2 separate regions of the Urocitellus parryii genome follow, and region 2 is linked to region 1. The links are chromatin contacts, called in public Hi-C maps. All regions are on one chromosome and are shown on one strand. The core of a region is the stretch at or near the end of the contact, and the rest is flanking DNA. Distances in the headings are between cores, read along the strand shown.

The links. A called contact is a pair of places that touch in the nucleus more often than the background predicts.
Region 2: a contact with region 1 is called in a Hi-C map of muscle, with 2.3 times the contacts expected there. The contact joins the promoter of Spg21 here to the promoter of Pif1 in region 1. A contact is called at or near these places in 2 of 2 Hi-C or Micro-C datasets (liver and muscle).

What each region holds. Positions count from the first base shown.
Region 1 is chr6:109,238,448-109,244,795 of mUroPar1.hap1, reverse strand. It overlaps Pif1 (PIF1 5'-to-3' DNA helicase), which reads left to right and starts at 3,812. Exons shown (of 12, transcript XM_026384892.2): 1 at 3,812-4,378; 2 at 5,590-5,722; 3 at 5,809-5,934; 4 at 6,055-6,208; 5 at 6,312-6,348. The coding sequence starts at 3,821.
Region 2 is chr6:109,396,592-109,402,883 of mUroPar1.hap1, reverse strand. Spg21 (SPG21 abhydrolase domain containing, maspardin) reads left to right here and starts at 1,736. Exons shown (of 9, transcript XM_026384814.2): 1 at 1,736-1,984; 2 at 5,950-6,036. The coding sequence starts at 5,974.

The DNA of each region.
Region 1 (6,348 bases), core at 2,563-5,062:
TCCAGCACCACAAAAAAAAAAAAAAAAAAAAAGAGGGAGAGAATTTCTATAACCCGGGTGTGGTCGCACACCTGTGATCCCAGCAGCTCAGCAGGGCAAGAGCAAGGCGCTAAGCAACTCAGTGAGACCCTGTCTCCAAATAAAATACAAATTAGGGCTGGGGATGTGGCTCAGTGGTCGAGTACCCTGAGTTCAATCCCAGGTACCAAAAAAACAAAGAATTACTATGTAGCCAAGCGCAGTGGTGCACACTTGTAAAACCTAAAAGCCCAGGAAGCTGAGGCAGGAGGATGGCAAGTTCAAAGCCAGCCTTAGCAATTTAGAGAGACCCTAATCAATTAGGTAAGACCCTGTCTCAAAATAAAATATAAATATAAAAGAGCTGGGATTGGCTTAATGGTTAAGCACCCCTGGGTTCAATTTCTGGGAAGAAGAAAAAGAAGAAGGAGGAGGAGGAGGAGAAGAAGAATTATTTCTACATATGTTTTTTAAACTGGGGATTGAACCCAAGAGTACTTTACTATTGGGCTATATCCCTAGTCCTTTTTATTTTTTATTTTTGAGACAGAGACTCATTAAATTGCTTAGGGCCTTGCTTAGTTGCTGAGGCTGGCCTCGAACTTGTTATCCTCCTGCCTTAGCCTCTGGAGCTCCTAGGATTAGAAACCTGTTGCATCACAGGTGCTATTTCCTCTATTTTCAAAGCCAGCAGTAACAGTAACATATCTCTCTCTGCCTTCCTCCCTCCCTCCCTTCTTGGTCTTCTTCCTTTGTCAAATCTCTGATTCTCTGAATAATCCCCATATCTCAATTTTACTTTCTGGTGCTGGGGATTCAACCCAGGGCCTGGATCATGCTAGACAGTCACTCTACCACTGAACTACATCCCCAGCCCTTTTAATTTTATTTTGAGACAGGGTCCCACCTAGTTGCCAAAGCTGGCTGGGAAATTGCAATCCTCCTGTGATCACCTTTGGAGTAGGTAGAAATATAGACATGGGACACCACGCTGGACTCAAAATTATTAGCTACATCTGTAAATTTATTTACTTATACATAAAACCTATGTTGGGCTGGCGTTGTGGCTCAGTGGTAGTGTGCTTGCTTAGCAAGCCCTAGGCCCTGGATTCGATCCTCAGCACCACATAAAAACAAGTAAAGGTATTGTGTCCAACTACAACTAAAAAATAAATATTTAAAAAAATAAAAAATAAAACCTATGTCACAGGTACTCGATATGTCAAGACAACACTGATGAAGAAAATTTTCTAAAAGTTTTGTTAGCTAGTTGTGGTAGTGTTTGCCTGTACTCCAGCAATTTGGGAGGCTGAGGCAGGAAAATCATAAGTTCAAGGCCAGCCTCAGGAAATTGGGAGGCTGAGGCAGGAGGATCACCAGTTCAAAGCCAGCCTAAGCAACAGCAAGGCACTAAGCAACTCAGTGAGACCCTATCTCTAAATAAAATACAAAAAATAGGGATGACTGTGGCTCAGTGGTCTAGTACCCTAAGTTCAAACCCTAGTACCAAAAAAGGAAGAAAAGAAAAGTGCTGGGCCCTTAGGCCAATGCCTATAATCCTGGCAGCTCTGGAGGATGAGGCAGTAGGAACAGGAATTCAAGCCTCAGCAATTTAGCAATTTAGTGAGACCCTAGGCTACTCAATGGGAACTCTGTTTCAAAATTAAAAGGAAAAAAAAAATGGCTGGGGTTAAGTGCCCTGGGTTCAACCACACACACACACACACACACACACACACACACACACACACAGAAATATGGGAGCTATCATTATCTGTAAAATGATGTGGTTGTACTCACCCGTAAAAATCTTTTAGCTTGTCATTCCAAGTTTTGACGAGGCAAAAACGAGAATGAGAATTTAAAAACAAATTCTCAGAGCATCCAGTATAACAAGAGGGATAAGAATCCCCTGAAGGGCCGGGGTTGTGGCTCAGCGGTAGCGCATGTGCCTGGCAAATGTGAGGCACTGGGCTGGGGATGTGGCTCAAGCGGTAGCGCGCTCGTCTCGCATGCGTGCGACCCGGGTTCGATCCTCAGCACCACATACCAACAAAAATGTTGTGTCCGCCGAGAACTAAAAAATAAATATTAAAAAATTCTCTCTCTCTCTCTCTCTCTCACTCTCTCTTTAAAAAAAAAAATGTGAGGCACTGAGTTCAATTCTCAGCACCGCATATAAATAAGTAAAATAAAGGTCTATCAACAACTAAAACAAAATTAAAAAAAAAAATCCCCTGAAGAGCCAGGCTCAGTGGCACACGCCTGTAATCCCATGGGCTCTGGAGGATCGCGAATTCAAAACCAACCTCTGCAAAAGCAACTCTGAGAGTTTCTATCTAAGCAAAATACAAAACAGGGCTGGGGATGTGGCTCAGTGATTGAGTGCCCATGAATTCAATCCCCAGTACCCCTCCCCTCCGCCCTCCCCCCCCCCCAAAAAAAAAGAATTCCCTGAAGCCTGGGAATCCTTCCTTTTCTTATACCCTTTTGATACCTGGCACAGATTTCAGAGTTCCTTTCCTATGGGCATCAGCAGGGAGGGAAAGACAAATGAAAAAAAAAAAAAGATTCTTAAAAGGGCAGAGAAGGGTGAAGAGTGTTGTGGGGCAGGATAGGGGACTCGGTAAGCCATGGGGTGATTTACTCGGAAGTGAACAATGGTACTGAGTGGAAACTGAGTGAGCCGCAGCGTGTGAGCTAGGGGTAAGAGGGAGGGTGTTGATAGAATAATTCTCAAAACTTCAGAGTTGCATTGTGAGACTGGAGCAGAAGTTCAAGCCAATCAAAGCAGCCAATCAAAGCAGTTTCTGCCTCCTTACACCACGCTCAATCATATAAGTAAACTGGGGTATCACAAATAACTTTCCTCGGGTGTGCGATTCTCAGACCCAAGCTTCTGGAAGTGGGAACCAACGAAAGCCCCGCCCCCATGGGCACGCCCACGCTGTTGATTGGCTGAAGGATTTAAAGACCCGACCTGTCATAGGTTGATTTTTCTATCCCAAGTATTTGAAAGTTCCTAGTTTGTCAGCTTCGCCTGTCTGCCGGTTTATTGTTGCGACTGCCCGCACAAGTGAGTTCCTGCTCGACCTTTGAAATGGGAGGCAGAGAATCTGGTTCTTGTAGGGGTCCCCGTCGGGAAGGTACAGATGAGTGGGTCAGACGGAGGGAGCACGGTTTCCGGGTTTTCCGGGACCCCGGGATTTACCTGTGAATTCCTTTGCCAAATATTTTCCACCCCACCCCCACCTTGGAGGTGGGAAACTCCGGGCATTAGAATCACACTGACCGTGAGACCTACTAGTCAAGGGCAAAAAAGTTTGTCTCTCTCAGTCTGTTTTCACTTCTGTAATAGAGACCTGCCTGGCTATCCATAAACCTAACTTGGAAAACAGAAGGCGCACATTTCATGTAAGTCCCTTTCCCATCTCCACACTTGAGACTCTCTTGATTTTCCGAGAGAGGGCCATGACGATTACCGGCTGGTTTTGGGTCTCAAAGCAAAGCAGGCCTTTTTGTCTCATCCTCCTCCTCCGCCCATGCCCCCATGAAATGCGGGGTCCTAGCAGGACAACCGAGGTTTCTCAGTTTCTGACGCTGCCCCTAGAGTATATTTCTAGAGTGGGCTTTCGATTAGCCCCAGGGACCTTTTACCGTTTCTAGTGACTTCCTTGTGTTACCAGTGAGAATGTCCATGACCCTGTGTGACAGGGTTCCCGGTTACGGACCACCTATTATATCCTGAATCTCTGTGACCTCTATGCTCCGGTCTCTTCGCAGACTTGCAGAGGTGGTAGCAATGCTCTCGAGCACCCAGGTGGCGGCAGCGGAAGGTGACCACGCGGACCTGCGGTGCCGTGTGGCGGTGGAAGAGCTGAGCCCAGGAGGGCAGCCACGGAAACGCCAGACCTTACGCACCGCGGAGCTGAGCCTGGGTCGAAACGAGCGCCGTGAGTTGATGCTGCGGCTGCAGGCTCCGGGGCCAGCCGGGCAACCGCGCTGCTTCCCCCTGCGCGCCGCGCGTCTCTTCACACGGTTCGCCGCGGCGGGGCGCAGTACGTTGAGGCTCCCAGCAGACGCCGTTCCCCGGGCGGGAGCCGTGCAGCTGTTGCTCTCCGACTGCCCCCCGGACCGCCTGCGGCGTTTCTTGCGCACGCTGCGTCTGAAGCTGGCTGCGGACCCGGGTCCCGGGCCTGCCTCCGCCCGCGCGAAGCTGCTCAGCCCTCGACCCCGCGACTTCGTCACCATCAGCCCAGTGCAGCCGGAGGAGCTGCGGCGTGTGGCAGCAACGCGGGTTCTAGACACCACGCTGGTCAAGCAGCCGATGGAACCCGGGACTGGAGCCAAGCCCAGCATGGTGAGAACGGGAGAATGGGCATGTCTTTGGGATTAGGTATGCTTAATCATTAAGATGGAAGAGACTAAGGAGGCCCAAGTGTGGGGGACTAGACTGTGGCGATATTCAGGGAACAGCTGTGAGCTCAGAGATGCCATAGGTCATGGAGTATGACAGGGTCGTTGGACTCTTCTGTGCTTCCCATATATAAGCCCTGAACCTGAATAAGCAAGAACAGGTAATGAGAGTCCAGGCCATAATAAAAGATAAGAGAACGCCAGAAAAGGCGATTTAAGAAGGCAAAGTAGGGGGCTCAGCGGTAGAGCGCTCGCCTAGCATGTTCGAGGCGCTGGTTTGATCCTCAGCACCACATTAAAAAACAAATAAATAAAATAAAGGTACTGTGTCCAATACAGTTTTAAAAAAATGGAAGGCAAAGTAAATTTAAAAAGAAAAAGAAGAAGGCAAAATAGACCAACGCCTATAATCCCAGCAGCTCCAGAGGCTGAGGCAGGAGGATTTTGAGTACAAAGCCAACCCCAGCAATTTAGCAAGGTCCAAAGTAACTTAGCAAGACCCTGTCTCAAAATAAAACATATTTAAAAGTGGGGGCGGGGGGCTGAGGATGTGGCTCAGTGATTAAGCATCCCAGGTTTCAAATCCCTTGTACACACATACACACACAAAAAAAGGAAAATTAGGAGTATATTATTGTATTTGGGGAGAAGTGAAGCAGTCAACAGTGTCTGGACAGTCAACATTCCCTTCAAATGAGGGAAACATGTCTGGTGGACTGACAACCATTTTTGGACTGGGGCAGGTTGGTTGATGACCACAGGGTTTTGAGACTAAGCTGGCGAGAAGCTAGAGATGGAACAAGAAGGGGCCTTAGTTGGGCAGGGTTTTGCTTGGATATTTTGAGGCGAGAATTTTGGAATAGGAGGAGAAATGAGAAGAAAATTTGGGTGAGAGAACCAGAAAGGTGAAGGAACCCAGAGGAGGAAGCTGAGGGAGGATCCAGACCCATACACTGGGGATCTTCAGGGCACGAGGAGAGACCCAATAGTTACTGGCAAAATCTCCAGGTGAACCAGAGCTGTCCTAGGGTACCAGGGAGTGAAGCCAACCCAGGGAGAAAGCCAACAGTCTGTATTGAACACAGATCAAGAAGGGTGGGAGAGTAATGTCTGGGGAGGTGGGAGGAGGCTCTGAGACAGCCCTGTCTCCATCAGGAAGCCCCAAGGTGGCCTCTGCCTGTGAAGAGGCTGAGCTTGCTCCCCACCAAGACACAGCTTTCTGAGGAACAGGCTGCAGTGCTGAGGGTTGTCCTAAAAGGCCAGAGCATTTTCTTCACTGGGAGCGCAGGTAGCAGGGGCAGAGTAGGGGTGGAGGGGACGGGGTGGGGAGGTAGGATGGAAGAACAGGCAGCCCTGACTTTGCCTCCTGTCCAGGGACTGGGAAGTCATATCTGCTGAAGCGGATCCTGGGCTCACTGCCCCCCACAGGCACAGTGGCCACTGCTAGCACTGGGGTGGCAGCCTGCCACATTGGGGGCACTACCCTCCATGCTTTTGCAGGTAAGTGGGAGCCCCTGGGGCTTGAGATAAGAGCAAGTCAGACTTCTGGGGTGGAGGGAAAGGAGGGCAGCATTGATGGGGGCTGGGGTCTCAGTTCAGGATGAGTAGTTTCATTCACAGGCATCGGCTCAGGCAAGGCTCCCCTGGCCCAGTGTGTGGCTCTGGCACAGCGGCCAGGCGTGCGGCAGGCCTGGCTGAACTGCCAGAGGCTGATCATTGATGAGATCTCCATGGTGGAGGCAGACTTGTTTGATAAGCTGGAGGCTGTGGCCAGGTTAGTATATATGGTGAGGGTAGTAACTGAGGCCAGAATCTGGTTATTTCCCAAGTGGAATTGTCTACTTAGCTTTTTTAAAGCACTACCTGCTCCCCTCCAGAGCTGTCCGCCAGCAGAACAAGCCATTTGGAGGGATC
Region 2 (6,292 bases), core at 487-2,986, 160 kb before region 1:
CTGGAATTCACAGACATTAAATGTTCCTTGATGAAGTTAGAGAATGGACAATGTGCTGCCATGTGTTATGCAACAACTGAGGATACAAACAAGACTATGTGGTCCTTTTCTAAGGAAAACAATCAAACATTCCCATTTTTACACTGTGATAAAAGGAGATATGTAACAAAACAAAAAAACAGGTCCACGGAGGTTTTTTTAAAGTATCAATAGTCAAGTTAAAAATTATTATTAGAGTGGTAGAACACTTGCCTAGCATGTGTGAGGCCTTGGGTTTGATTCTCAGCACCACAAATAAATAAAGGTCCATCAACAACTAAAAAATTTTTTAAAAATTATTATTACTACACTAACAAGGACTTTTAACATGTATAGGTATATCCATAGCTTAGGTCTCCTTACTGCTATTACTAAAGTGAGGGTTAGGGATGTGGAATTTAAGAAATACAGTTTTAAGAATAGATGTGGACAGATTCATTTACCACTCATTAATTCAATATACACTTATTTATGGACCAGATCTTCTGCTAAGGCACTGAATCACTTTGTTCCCTTTGCTCTGGATTTATACTCCCACAGCATCTGCCCATAAGAGTTTTACAACCAGTGGCCATTCATTAAACTATTACAAAATTGTGAGAGGAAGCCCCCCAATGTTAAATTCGTCTGGGGGAACATACCTCATACACCTACATGATGCTTATAATAAAAGAGCTCTTCTGTGACTAAGTTGCACCTCCAAAAGAGTTAATTGAGGGGAAAAAAATAGTGAGAGAGAGAGAGAGAGAGAGAGAGAGAGAGAGAGACAGACAGATAGGGAGAGAGAGAATGCTTTTGGGATTTGTCCAGATTCTAGACTGGTATCCGAGGCTCCAGAACCAAAGGGCAGAAGTCCCAACTAGAGATGCAGTTTCCAATGGGATCTACCATGACCTAAATCTCATCAACAGTTGCCAGAGAAAGGGCAAAGTCCACAGGCCTTTCAACAGGGTATAAGCTTTCACTAAAACAAATCAGAGAGGCACTTTCAACAAGATCTTGTTGCAGGATCCCTAAGAAACCTCAAACAAGGAGATTTACATGTTATCCAACCTTATCATATTATTTCAAACTGAACCTGCAAATATTTTACTGAAATAAAGGAATCGTGGCGCCTGCAATATCTTGCTTAAGAATAATGATTACAATATTAATAGTAATTACAATGTTAATATTAGTATTAATATTTTCAATATCTGAAGGAAGAGGATGTATGTCTGAGGCCAAGCCTAGGCTGAAGGAACGGGAAGCTGGGTGGGAGTATGTTTCCAGAAATCCCAAAAGACACAGCATACGGGAGGGGAAGGCTTTGAGGGAAAACTGTGGAGGGTGTCTCTGGCTGTGCCAAGACACAAGGAGCATACAAAGCCCATAACCCAAAGGTGTTTCCTTAAAGCTTTCCACGACGGAGAAGCCGTCCGCGAACTTGAAGCCAAGCGCCCCTTTCTTCTATTACCATAATTTCCTCCTGGCCACGTCAGACAGATGACCTAGGGCAGACCCAGTGACAGCTCGGACCTTGTCCTGCGCCTGTCGCCCCCGCTGGGACTAATGTCCGCCCCCACAACCGCCAGCATCCCTGATGGCGCCAGGTGTCTCCCTGCCCAGTCTCCAGCCCGCGCCGTCGCCATAGTGACCGCCGGAGCCACGCAGCCCCGCCCCTTCCTCGCGACGTGGCCCCGCCCTCCTCCGAACCCGGAAGCTGGAGGCTCGCGCCCGCGGAGCACACGGTTCCGGAGGAGGGAGCGCCGCGGCCCGGGCTTGCTCGGCCGCGCGCCCCGCCCCTCGGAGGCCGGGCTCCAGCGCTCCCCTGCTCCCCCGCCAGCTGTGTCTGCGGGTCCTCCGGGCTCTGGCTGCGGGTCCCAGCCGCCTCCATCTACTCGGATATAGGAGCAAAGAGCCGCCTGGAGCTGGAAGCAAAGGGACGTGGGGGTGGCCACGGCAGGTGAGGGGTCGGTGAAGCTATGGAAATCGGGAATGTAGGTGTGTGATGTGTGTGGGGTTGTAGATGGGTGTGTATGGAGCATGCGCGGCTGCCTCGGCCGGGTGTGACTTTGTGTGTAGCCCCCGAGTGGGCCGGTTCATGTGACCATGCACGTGATTGCGTACGTGTGTGAGTGTGTCTCAGTGTTTTTATGTCTGAGGCCAAGTCTGAGTTCATGGGTGGTGGTCGGTGTGCCTGTGACCCTCCCTACCTTTGTGTGGCTGTCACTGGTGGGACTGATGAGGACTGTTTGGAGCCTCTTCGTGGGGGTTGGGGGAAGGCAGAAGGCTTTATCAGGGCATCCTCCTGCATATTCATCCTGGGATCGTGAGGACATAGCCCAAAAACATTTTATTTCAGTAATTTTTTTTTTTTTTTTTTTGTACCAGGGATTGAGCTCAAGGGCGCTCCACACTGAGCTACACCAGCAGCCCTTCTTATTTTTTTACTTTGAGACAGATCTCTTTAAGTTGTCAGGCTGGCCTCGAACTTGGCGATCCTTCCACCTCAACCTCAGGAGTAGCTGGGATCACAGGCGGGAGCCACCGCAACTGGCTATTTCAGTAAACGTTTAAGAAACGTTTGAGTAGAGGCCAGTCGTTTGGGGGATTGTACCTCAGCCCGAAAGTGATAGGCCAGGTATGTGGTTTATGAATGGGGGATGAGGAAAGTGGCAGGTCCACTGTCGCACTTTTCCTCTTCTTTTCTTGGGAAGTTATAAATTAGAAGCTTATGCTTCTTTTTTTTGTCTCCATTTGTAGTGGTCCAGCTTCTGTTGGAAAGATTCAACAGACTAAGCAGTAACCTAGTAGCTGTGTTCAATTTTCCAAAAGCTTTTGCGCTGTTAGCTCAAGAAGTGTTGCAGAAGAGATGTTGGGTAGGCAGCTTTTCCTGCTTTGAGATTTATAGATAATGGAATAGATTTTTGAAGAAAAGAGGTATAAAGAGGTATACATCTCCCTTGAAGAAATCTTAAAAAAAAAAGAAAAAAAGATAGCTATACATTAGTATGGTAAGGAATGGAGACCTGAATTTATTTTTTTAAATATTTATTTTTTAGTTGTATTTGGACACAATACCTTTATTTATTCATTTTTATGTGGTGCTGAGGATGGAACCCAGGGTCCTACACTTGCTAGGCAAGCACTCTACCACTGAGGCACAACCCCAGCCCAGGAGACCTGAATTTAAAAGCCAATTGCTGGGCTGGGGTTAGTTCAGTGGTAAAAGTAAGTGCTTAGCATTCTTGAAGCCCTGGGTTCAATCTCTGGCAAAAAAAAAAAAAAAAAAAAAGCCACGCCAAATGTATCACCTGGAGAAGAGTTGGGTTCATATATATATTTTGCTAGTATTATTAATAAATCACATGTTTTCTATATGTAAATCAACTATAGATTAAGATAAGGGGTCAGAAATCTGTGACTGGTTAAGCCGGATATGTGACATTTGTAAAATGTTTCCTTGATTAAAGCCTGGGAGATTCTGTTGACTTCCTGAAGGATGGTACACACTCATCTCAACTAGCTGTTTTATTGATCCGCAGCACAAGAAAGGGCTAGAGAACTGGGTGTCCAGAACACCCCTGGACTGTGGCTTAATCAAGATTAAGACCATTCTCTGGCCCTTTCCCCCCTAGCCTGAAAAGGTGCTTTTGTTTTTGTGAAGAACCAAATGACAAAAGATCAAACAGTGTTGAGTTTACCATCCACATTCTTTTTTATTTCATCCTGACCAGTTTGGTTACAATCTCAGTTAACCTTCTGTGCCATAGACAGAATGTTTCTCTTGTGACTTGGAAAAGTATCTACCCCTTTAGAGGATGAAAGAGAGCTAGAACAAACTTTCCTTTTCATACCACTCACAGCTGCTTTCACTTTGCAGCAGGGAGCCTTTTTCTCATAGACATCAGCTGGTCAGATGCAACATTTGCTATCTGTCTCACCTTTCATTACTGCCAAACATGCACAAGTGTTAAAATCACTTGTCCCTGCAAAAATTTAGTCACAGCTGGGTGGAATCTCTCCATCTAGCAAGATTAGTTATAACATGTCATAATACTGAGGTGGTTGTGAATTATACTGAGGACTCTTGGTAAGAAATCTCTCTCGAGTTTTACTATAGGAAAGAAGTAGATGATTGGGTGAATTTGTAAGTCTTTGTGTTGTGTGGTAATTTGGTTTGTGTATTGCAACTGATTCCTAAAACTATTTTTTATCCTATGTTTATTGAGACTAGAAGCAAACTTTCTGGCTTTAATTAGATGTTTTTTAAAAAAATATATTGAGATTTTTGTTTAACATGTTTTTATATTCCCCCTCTGTAGAACAGAGTGATTGTTTTTAGAAGTGTAATACTAGAAAATGTCTCTAATAGGAAGTGTTTAGATGATATGGGAGTAATTAAAGACTGTCCAGGTGGAAAATATTCCAGAATTAACTATATGTGCTAGTTGTTTTCATTTAAAAGTAATAACCAGCTTCTCTAAGACTAGTTAAAATTACTTAGTTTTTTAACATGTTAATGTTTAAGATACAATGGATTATGCAAACAATGATTTTCTTTATTTTAACATGAACAATAATAACTACATCTGTGCACACTGATTTTTCAGTGTAAGATTACTAGTGATTTTCTTGGTACTTTGAAGCAACTTATGGTTTTAATAAACTTTTAAAAAAGTACCATCTTAACTTCGAGAGATGAAACCATTATTACAATGTCACAGTTGTAAATCAAGCCTAATATTGGAATGCCTACATTTCTGTCTCCTGAGGGGTTCAGTTTAGTAACTCTCCAAAGTAACATTTGTGTCCCTGTAGAAGCAGATGTGGAAGGCCAGTGAATGAGGAAGAATTCTATTGAGTTTAGAATCCTTTGCTTCTTGCCAGTCCAGAGGACATTCTCTAAAATAACAGTTCAGAGTCAGTCCAGGAATTGAATGGCATCTCAAACTCATCTTAGCCATGCTAGGAAATCTAGGCTTGCCCTGAGGTACAAGGACATAGTACAAGATAAGTATTGGTATCATTACAAACAAATGAGTAAAAGTTCCTCACTTGACAATAAAGACTCTGCAACAGGGAATTATAATTTCAGGTTCCTGTTAAGACATAACAGATGCCTGAGCAAAGAGGGGCAGCCTTGAAATTGCTGATACTCAACCAATACAAAGCTCACAGATGCCAGGGTTAGAAGGGACTCTAGGAGGGCCTAGTTCAGTCCCCGTAGGATGTAGTAATTTTCTTAGTCAATAGATAATGCCTGCTATGTGCCAAGCACTATTCTAGACTCTGGGGACACACTGGTAAAACTCAGATGAGGAAACAAGCCCAAAGATGGTGATGACTTATCCAACATCACAGAGAGATAAAAGCTAGAAATCACTAAGCTTGCATTAGAAGTCCACGCATTTGGGGCTGGGGATGTGGCTCAAGCGGTAGCGCGCTCGCCTGGCATGCATGCGGCCCGGGTTCGATCCTCAGCACCACATACAAACAAAGATGCTGTGTTCGCCGAAAACTAAAAATAAATAAATAAATATTTAAAAAAAAATTGATTCTTAAGACACAGTTAAAAGACAGGCAATGATACTGCAGTTTGGAATTACTTAACTAGGACAGGCAGTATGGTGTCAGAAAAGATTGTCTTGCATCTGAACCTAGTTTTGCAATAGCCATGTGATCTCGGGTAAGTCATTTAAATTTTCTAGACCAGATTACTCTTCTAGAGGAACTAGAGGGGAGAAATGGTTATCTCTCTTAGCATTTCACCAAATTGTTTTCTGTAGTTTAAATATACACTGACAAGATAAAATAGCCCATTTCCTTGGTTTTAAACTGTTGTTGATATAGCTAGACCAGACTGTACATTTAATTCTGATGTAAACATGAATTTTTGACATGAAACATCACATGCTTTTATTTCAGGATTAACCTCCATTTCAGCTAATCATGGGAGAGATTAAAGTCTCTCCTGATTATAACTGGTTTAGAAGTACAGTTCCCCTTAAAAAGGTACGTATGATTTTACTATACCTCTTTGCAAAATCTTGTATTGTTTTTGCATGTGATTTAAATGTATGCCTTAGTAGTGTTTGAGAGTAAATGTTATTGCCAAGTGTCAAATTCTGGGATGCACTGCTTAAAGTTCATCCCTTCCTTGTCACTTTTAAGACTCATTCAAGAGTAAACACAAGTATAACAGTACTCATTATTTATAATTGCTTTACATATTCAAGTAACCAGGTATATGTGTATTCTTTAGTGTGGT